Linked DNA regions of Drosophila melanogaster: region 2 is linked to region 1. A link is a contact called in public HiChIP or PLAC-seq data. All regions are on one chromosome and are shown on one strand. Each heading gives the region's core, a stretch centred on a gene start, on an enhancer-like site or on the middle of the called end of the contact. The rest is flanking DNA. Distances are from core to core; before and after follow the strand shown. Region 1 overlaps wwk (white walker). Region 2 holds the start of ZnT35C (Zinc transporter 35C).

What was found. HiChIP or PLAC-seq counts read pairs in DNA pulled down with a chosen protein or histone mark.
Region 2: a CP190 HiChIP or PLAC-seq map of the Kc167 cell line shows a contact between it and region 1, with 3 times the contacts expected there. The contact joins the promoter of ZnT35C here to the enhancer-like site in region 1. A contact is called at or near these places in 12 of 107 Hi-C or Micro-C datasets (the Kc167 cell line, the S2 cell line, embryo and 2 more) and 1 of 6 datasets of contacts at active chromatin or transcription factors (the Kc167 cell line).

The regions. Positions count from the first base shown.
Region 1 is chr2L:15,094,336-15,098,928 of dm6, reverse strand. wwk (white walker) reads right to left here. Exons shown (of 15, transcript NM_205997.2): 13 at 3,752-4,250; 14 at 3,486-3,631; 15 at 2,014-3,427. The coding sequence ends at 3,200. Among named protein-coding and RNA genes, the nearest start is that of CG15269, 13 kb to the left of the region's middle. Within about 2 kb of position 1,963, at least 14 of the 39 cell types and tissues checked have an H3K27ac peak or open chromatin away from gene starts, as enhancers often do. A contact at or near this core is called in the Kc167 cell line, eye imaginal disc and wing imaginal disc, where this site is marked.
Region 2 is chr2L:15,245,147-15,249,739 of dm6, reverse strand. ZnT35C (Zinc transporter 35C) reads left to right here and starts at 2,026. Exons shown (of 8, transcript NM_135897.5): 1 at 2,026-2,177; 2 at 3,388-3,566. The coding sequence starts at 2,146. It overlaps dao (down and out), which reads right to left and starts at 861. Exons shown (of 6, transcript NM_001273533.1): 1 at 174-861. The coding sequence starts at 601.

The sequences.
Region 1 (4,593 bases), core at 714-3,213:
GTAACAAGAGATCTTCACGAACAAAAAATCTTCAAAAACAGCCAAATTTCAATGGAAAAAATGGCGTTTAACTGTAACTCGCGCAATGTGAAACATTTTCGGGTCAGGTGCAGAGAAGCAGTGCCGCCAGTCACAGTCCCAGACCCAGACTCCGAATCCGAATCCAAGTCCGACGAGATTTCACCAACCTGTGTCTCGCGGACAAGGCCCCAAAAGTTTTTTTTTTTTAGCTCCGACTGGTGGTCCATTATCTTACGGTAATATCGCCCATAAAGCGTTGTCTGTTTTCTGTTTGGTGGCTACCTAGTTCGCATCACCATTCCATCATGATCACCATCATCATCATCATTATCATCATCATCATCTGGCCAACCTTCGCGATCTCCACTGAACACTTGTACATATAGCAACTATGGCTCGTTGTGGTTTCCTACATAACATAACTAACTATTTCCTCAGGCCGCCATTGTGCCATTATTTTTTTTTTTTTTTTGTGTTCATTTCGTTTGGGTGTTGCGCAGATTTATGGCCAAGTTGGACATCTTGATTGGTCAGCTCTGCACTTTTCTATACAACGTTTTTAAACTTTAATAAAAGATGCATAAGCCTTAGTTTTGACAATTTAACTATGTGATATTTTGCAAGACATTGTTACTTCCTTATATAGATATATTTCAATAATTCATTTTAGAACAACTTAAATTGTACTTTGTAGTTTCCTTTTAGTTTAGTTTACTACGAAATGGGTCTACTAATAAATCTAATTTTCAGCCTGCCTTTCAACCAAATCAAACATATGAGTACGTGAACTACTAAAACATACATATGTATGCCCCTCAATCAACGTTGGTAGGACATTCTGGCCAAATCCGGAGCGTCGTACCGCAATGCATTCGTAATGCGACTCGTGCCCAGTGGGACAAAGCAGGGGGAGTCAGCCAGATGGGGAGCAGTGATATCGGATATCGGGGTAAGGGTGAGAGGGCTGGGGATTACGGGAGCGAGGCCTTAAAACGCGCGTTAATTAGCCGTACGTGCGGAGTGCGTTTGTCAAGCAGGCAAATGGCCAACGAATGCTTGGCTCAGAAATTTTATCAGCCAACTGAAATCAGTTACGGGCAAGCTCACTGCTGACTGCTTACTGCTCACAGCTCACCTGCAACAATGACAAGTGTTGATGGCGATGACGATGACGATGACGGTGACGGTGAACGAGGTATGGGATCTGAGGTTGGGGATTTGTACGTGGAATTGCGAGACCCATGTGTGTGTCGAGAGACTTGACTTGACCCGTGTCCACCATTCGTTAAGCTTAGCTATAAAACAAAATGAAAAATGTTGTTGCACAAAAAAAAAAGAAAAAGAAAAGAAAAGAAAATCAGGCGAAACACTTGTACCCATCGAATGCTGTCTGTGGTGAGGGCAGTGGTTCTATCTGATTTAAACGTAATGATTAAACCACAGCCGGGCAGATGCAAGTGGCAGTGCAATCAGTTCTGGAAAAGTTTCACAGCTGACCCGCCATTATCCTTGACCCGTTTAATTAAAGTGCGTGCTCTATCTGAGACGTGTACAAGATTTACATATCTTACAGGCTTACACAGTAACACAGCAATTGAAAGGAATGTAAAGTGTTTGTCGAAGTAAAGGTATTTTTATGGACTTGAAAGTAATAAATGGTATCACTCATATAAACCGACATTTAAAATGATATTACAGAAACTCTATAAGCTTAACAGTCATCAAGCTAATTCTGTTTGAAAAATGAAGTGGTTAACTGCAAGTCATTTACATATATGTAAATAACATGATAAAATCTACCAATGTATAATAATATTAACTAAAGTAAATATAAATATATGTGCTTAAAAAAGAAATTAGTTTTATCTGTGCAGCGTAAGTCCTTTAAAATTCAAATTCAATGCTCATCCGCACAAGATATGTTATCATCCCAAAAGTATGCTTCTTTAATTTCCACGAGGCTATAGCAAAGTTTAACACCCAACTGACCATCCAGTCAAATACAATTTCTTTATTGAATGGCTTTACTTGAAATTTTTGTTCAACACAAGAGCACGTTTAATTATTACATTAATATAATTTGTATACCTCATTTAAATTACACTTAGTCCCTACAATATATTTACAAATAGCCGTTGTGTTTGGGTGCATCTATGTTAAAGTGTAGATCCTTTGACTAGACTGTTGATAAAGTGTGCAATTTTTTTTTTTTCGTTTTCTCTTCGATCAAGCTAGGACCACACATAGAAAAACGAGAAAAAAACAATGCAGCAAGTAATATGTAGTTTTCAGCGTTTATAGCTAGCTGCATTTAGTAATAGTTTCCATCTGATCTGTTGTACCATAGCTAAAAGCGAGTGCGAAGGCGTTATCCTTTATATGGAAGGAACAATGGACGATATTATCTCACAGTTATGCGTGTCGTTGTTTTGTCTGATTTCGATTATCGTGTGAGAGTGTTAGCGATTGCGTAATTATTAAGTATCCGCTCACTGGCAACATAAATGCAAATTTAACATTTTCAACATTTTGTGTGTAACAAAGTGATTTATACGACTAAACGCTAAGCAACAATGACTACGAAAACGAATTAACAGCTAAAACGCTAACACAAAATTCGTTTCACAACTCTTAAAAAGTATTGTTTTCTTTGCATACTACAATTTCTATGTATGCACTTCTATTGCACTGTACCCGAAAGTCTAAGTTGCCATAAACATTATTTAGTTTTGTATTCAAATGAACTCCATTCATACAAAACTTTGATAAATTTGTATATGAAATGGTTTTGGAAAAATTGCTCGGTTTTCACTGGAAAACGAAACCAAAAAAAAAAACAGACCAAGACTAAACGTTAGAAAATCTAAATGAAATTTGCCGGTAACTTAATATTATTAACCTACAGGCAAATTTCATTCAAATTCTGTATTGTTTAGCTTTGGACCAAATAAAGTTCGAATCTTGTCGACCTATTGTTTGAGTAACTTAATTTTCTATATGGTAACCACTATATATAGTTAATTAGTTTCTTCCAACTCTGGACAAGACACACATTCAGCAAATTTGCTCATATATCATCAGTAACTTTGATAAAATCTCGACTTAATGGGGGCGGGTGCATAGAAAACTATTTACAAAGTGTGCGAAAGGGTGGCCATCAATCTTGATATTTATTAGCTTAATTATCCGTGTGCGGATGTGGATTTGAAGGTGGGTGGTAGTGCTGTTGTTGATGCTGCTGTTGATGATACGTCGATGGGCCGGCTTGACTGGACGATGTGGTTGCACCCGAAGTGCTTGCAGCTTTCATCGCAGGTATGATATCCTCAATTTGTATTAGTTGTTCGATGGGTATAAGAGACAACTCGCCGCCCACTGGCTGTGGCATGGGCAACTTGGCCAGAGCCTACAAAGACAAAGTTAGAAAGAATTATTAGTTGACTTTACTACCTTTTTAGCCCTACCTTAGCATGCTCCACTGCTATGGTGGCTGCCTTCTCCGCCTCGCGTTGTCTTCGCTCCTTGAGCTTCAGCGAGAAGATGGCCACTGACCTCGCACTCTTCACCAGCTTCTGCTTGAGACGAGATTTCTTGGCGGCCAGTTCGGCAGCTGAAAATGTATCAATTAAATGGCCATTAAAACATCAAATTGACACCAACTCAAAATATTTTAAATTTAAATTTATATCTAAAAATCGGACTATTATTTGTTGTAATGCATAAACCTTACCCTTAGCCTCGTCATCAGTCGCTGCCGTTGATGTGGATGCTGCTGCTCCCTGTGCATCCTTTTCTTTCTCTTTCTCCATTGCCTTTTCGATTTCCTTTTCCTTCAGTCGTTCCTTCTCCTTCTCCTTAACACGCTCCTTCTCCTCCTTAGCACGCTCCTTCTCCTCCTTAGCCCGCTCCTTTTCCTCCTTGGCTTGCTGCTTCAATTGCTGTTTATGGGATGAACCAGATGAAGAGTTTGATAATGCGCCGACACTAGGTCTTGACTGGGAATTGCTGATCCCAACGCCTGAAGCTCCAGCCGGCCCAGGGCCACTGGGGCTAAAGACGCTGCCACCGCCGCCGGATGACGAGGACGAGGAGGCCACTATTTGCTGCTGGTGCTGTGAAGCTGGTGGCGTGGCCAAATTGCTGCCAGGTGCACCCGATCTCATGGCCACATTGCACCATGATGGAGCTGGCTTCAAAATGTCGGCTGTATCTGCGCTATTTCCGAGTTCCTTAAGTTGTATTCAAAATTAACCAATATTATTAGCATTGTATTTTGTGAAGGAAAAAAAGTTTTAAAATCTATCAACATCGAAAGCTTATGGAGATTACACTATGATCTATGTATGATACTAGTAATCCATGCCTTTTGTTTGTAAGTGGATATGTGAGTGATAGGGAAGCCAGCGTGGATATGTGTGTACGAAAGCTTCTGCCATGCCAATCAAATTTCGTATTTCATTTGCCCTTTGACCAACTGGATTTCCAATAAAAGCGATATTTAACACGGGTTCAACAGTATAATTCACAACTACGGTGTACATTTCTACTGATCCTGCGATTTCATCACGCATA
Region 2 (4,593 bases), core at 777-3,276, 150 kb before region 1:
TTTTTGTTTTTAAACTTTCTTCCTGTTTTAGGATATTAGATAACGACTATGTTTGCTATTGTGAATTGACACTATCGACATTCTTAACGTTTTGACAAATCTGGTTAGTTAGTGAAAGCGATTAAGTTTGGGTTTGTGCTTTTATGGACTAGTGGCCACATCGTTATGTTTACCTAAAATCTAGCACCGGCTCCTTGGTCGTAGTTGGGGACGAAATACCGAGTCCGCCCACCGCCCCAATCAGGTCGTCATCCTCCTCGCCGTTTTCGGGACGCGAAAGTGGCGCCGCCGAGGTGCTGGCCTCCAGATCGCCATCCTCCAGATTGCGGCTCAGTTTCTGGCGTTGCACAGGCGTTATGAGCAGGAGCAGCTGCAGCTCGTCCTTGTGCAGCAGCTCATCGGCGTTCAGGTGCTTCAGCTGCTGGCCAATCAGCTCGCTTAGGGTCACAGCTGGCGGAGCGGAGGCAGTAGCTGCCGCGGAGGTGGCACCGGAACCGGAAACGGCAGCCGACGAGGCGGTGGAGACGGGAGCGGTGGCTGCGGTGGTGTTGGTGGTGGCTGCTTTGTTGTTCCCACGCGCAGAGGATGTGGAGGAGGCCATCACTTGGTGGCTGTTTGGTGCTTGTGGCTCGCTTTTTTCTGGTCTCGCGCTCTCCTTCCGTTCAGTTGGCCATGGCCATCTATCTGGTCACTGCCGCGGCGGCAGTCCGGGCGAATTATCGGCTATCAATTCGAGTGCACAACGCCCCGACATCATTGACTAATAACGCTAGCTAAACTTTCACGAACTCCCGCACGTTGTGGCCTTCATATTGATTTTTTTAAAACATCGCCACTCGTGCCAGCGATGCGCGAGTCGTAACGGACCTATCGCTTAGGGATGACACTTGCCAGTTACCGTTAATCTTGGGGATGGTATTTCAAGAATATTCTATCCCATATTATGCATTCACCAATCCCAATGAATTAAAAAAGTTGTGAACCCTGTACCTATGAAATAAATCTTATCTTATTATATACCCTGCCCAAAACATTTTTACTAATATCAAATCTTTAAGTTCTTCTTATCGTTTGATCTTTATGCTTGAAAGAGTTTAAAATATATATTTCTAATTTTAAACTTAGAAAAGTTAGAATAAGGAAAAACGAGTTTGTAGCTTTTGAGCATTGTTATTTTATTAACCTTTCAAATAAACCACCTATTGTACAATATTTTCCTATATTTGTAAAGCCAGGGCTTCATTTAAAAATACCAACATCAAACTGTTTTCAGCTATCTGGCAGCCCGAGAATAAGCGCAAAATTCAAAAATTCTAGCGAGTGCTTTGCGCCCATTCACATTCTTATCTGCCGGCTGGGTAAACCTGCTCTTAAAAGCAAACTGATCCCGTTGGTTGTCTTACCGCACGTTACCATCATTGAACGGTCCGTGTGCTATATTCACACTTGACATATCATACCTCCTGCTGATAAGAATGGGCATCTTTCTTCCCCTTTTTCGTTTCACATTGCACGCAGAAAAATGTTGGCACAGTATTAAAATTAAAAGTTTTTATTTCCTTAAAAAAGAAAGTACTAAACCCAAAGATCTGATATTCTGTTGATAACTTTATCAATCATTGTTATATCTATGATGAATCTACCTTGATTTACATTTGTTTAATTTTTAATTTTAAATCTTTATTTTGAAATCCGCTTTGGCATTATGTAATTTTCAACAATTATAATTATGCGGATTATATTATTCTATATAAAGATATTATCTATCTATATATTATCATTATATATATTATTATTGGGACGAATAATGTTTACCTTTGCTTTGGAATATATATACCAGTTATTTTTTTTGAGTGTTTTGTTTCTGCTTTATTTTAGCTTCTAGACTGATCCACCCCTCCTCACCTCCCTCGAAGTACAAACACATGCATTGCACTCGGCTCTCGCCGATCTGAAAGTTGTAAGTTAAGATAACCACGATTATCTACTATTTGCTTGAATCTTATCATTCCACAGCCTCTGTGAATCAGTGGAGCATATGGGATCTTATAAGAAACACTTGTCGGTGCGGTCTTGTGTTGTAACGTGTGGTGTTAGTGTGTCTTGTTGAAAAAATATAAAGTGAGTTAATATTCGGAAATAATAATGTCCAGGAACGAGGATACACCGATTGCCAAGTAAGTTATGGGATGCTGGGAAAACGGTTTATCGCCTGACTTCCTGGGCCAAAGTTTGCGCAGCGCAAAAAGTTGGCCGAATATAAAATCTCTTTTGGGCCAAATTAACATAAAGCGCCAAATGAGCTGCTGATTTGTTAAATAGGCGTAAGAGCGGACCGCGTGGGAGCAGTGACAACTGTCGGGTTCCTGGAGTCTTGGGATTTTCTAGGTGCGCACAGGCCTCCAAAAGTTGGATCGAAAGCTTAAAGTGCGACGGCTAACGTATTTTGCTTGCTGTTTTTTTTTCACTCGTTTTTCTTTTTTTTTTTTTGATTTTTTTTTCTTCCTTTGTGCAATTGCGTTGGAAAGTTGCAGAGCAAGTAGTTTAGCGCCATTTGCACTTTCCGTAGTAAAAATTACGCGCACTTGCTCTGGCACACCCACGCCCACCAACGCACGCCCACCCACGCACACACACACACCCATGCAACATGAGAAACTTATCAACGGGCACATCACACGCACACACACGTGCTGCTGATGAAGGCGGCGTCGGCGGAGTGGGCGTGGCCTTTAAGTAGTCATCGTAGTTTGCGTTAAGTAACAAAACTTCAAATTGAATTTTTCGCAGCACTTTTCATTTTAGCACCTATCAAAAAAACTCCTTTTTTCGGTGCATTTCGCCTCGCTTTCCAAAGCATCAAGCTCATTACAGTGGCAACTGCCTGCTGATGGACGGTCGGTTCGGTGGGGCTTATGGCAGTCAATGGCCCCACTGTACATTGTGTCTGCTTAAATGCCGCAGTGTTTTGTTGGCACCGGCAACGCTACGTTTTAATTCTCTGCCGGGGTTTTTCCAGTCGAAGCTGCCACGGAAAAACTTTTCTTGCTGTGGCTGCACTTACTTACTTCTCATTCTTTTGGGCGTCTTGCACTTGTTTACCGTGGAAAACAAGTGCATTTCTATAGAAACTTGTGCAGAATAAAACTAACGAATGGCACATTTTAATTAAAGAATTAGTTGGGAAAACGTTATATATTGTTTAGACCACATTCCAAACTTGTTTTGTGATGCACACTTGTAAGATTATTTCTAGTGGAACATCATAAGCTAAATATGAACATTTTGATTAAAACTAAAGCATTTAGCGTTTACAGTATGAAACTTATGAAACTTATCGGTATAATCTTGAGTTTTCCATCGAGTAACCATCTTCTTCTTCTGCAGACGCGACTCTGGACGGACGCGCCGTAGCAACTATGGCACGGCCCCATCCTTTCACCTGATGGAGCAGGGACAACCAGGTGTGAACGTAGTCGCTGGCAATGGCAACAACAATCACCCGGCAACGCCTGCAACACCTGCTCAAATTTTTTGTTTACACGGGCGGTCCAACAACGTCGAAGGTGAGTGAGGCAAGAAGGGGTTAAGTTAAGAGGGCCTGAAATGGGGTGAAAAGGGGTTGAAAAGGGGCTGCGAGGGGCTGAGGGGTGGGCTTAAAGCGGTGGCAAGGTGACTGTGACAAACGGCGGGGCACTTTCGTGTCGCTTTCAATCAGGTCGGACTGCCTCGCAGCAATTTGCAGTCATTCATAAATTATCAAGAAAACGCAGCAGGCAGCGGCATTTTGCACTAAAAGTCAAATGCAAACAAATCAAATTCGACAACAACGAAAATCAACCAAATTAGTTTTCACATTGTTATTTTTCCGTGTGTGTTTTCCCCACCACCCCCCCCACCCAATTTTTTAGGGTACCGAAGCTTGATTGTTCCTAAGCGCGGATCGTTGATTGTTTGCTTTCCTTAATTTTTTTTTTTTTATTCGGGTAAAATCGAAAAACTCGCTGCAATCTACTCGTGTTCGGACCCAAATGTATGGGTGACTGAGGAGCTGTAATATCGGGTAAATGCTCGCTAATTGGCAGACGGCACGGAAATCGTCGGAAATGAATGATGCCCGGCTATATAGGAATGCGGCAACTTCGCTGGATAAAAGCCGCTTGGAAATGCTGCACGAATATGGTGAGCAAACAACTTACCACCTACTCGAAGCTTTATTTCCGCCCATTCCGCTCACTATTCGCCCATACACCAACCACCCACAACCGCCCCTTGTCCCCGCGCCCAGTGTCATCAATCAGCTGATGATTCTCGAGGTTGGCAAACCAAATTATGATGGAAACTGGGCCGGCTAGCCGGAGAGCAATCCGCTGTCGCCGCCGTAGCCGCCGCCCAATCCGCCCAATCCACCCAATCCACTCCCCCCCATCAGCATCTGTGGCATAATCAAAATTTATGCTCTTTGCTGACACACCGCTGCTGGGAGCAGACCGCATCCCACCACTATGGCCATATGTCATAAATCGCCCGAGGAGCCAGTGTAACGCTCGCCATAATTTACGTACGACATCGTCGATGGACCAAATAAATGTT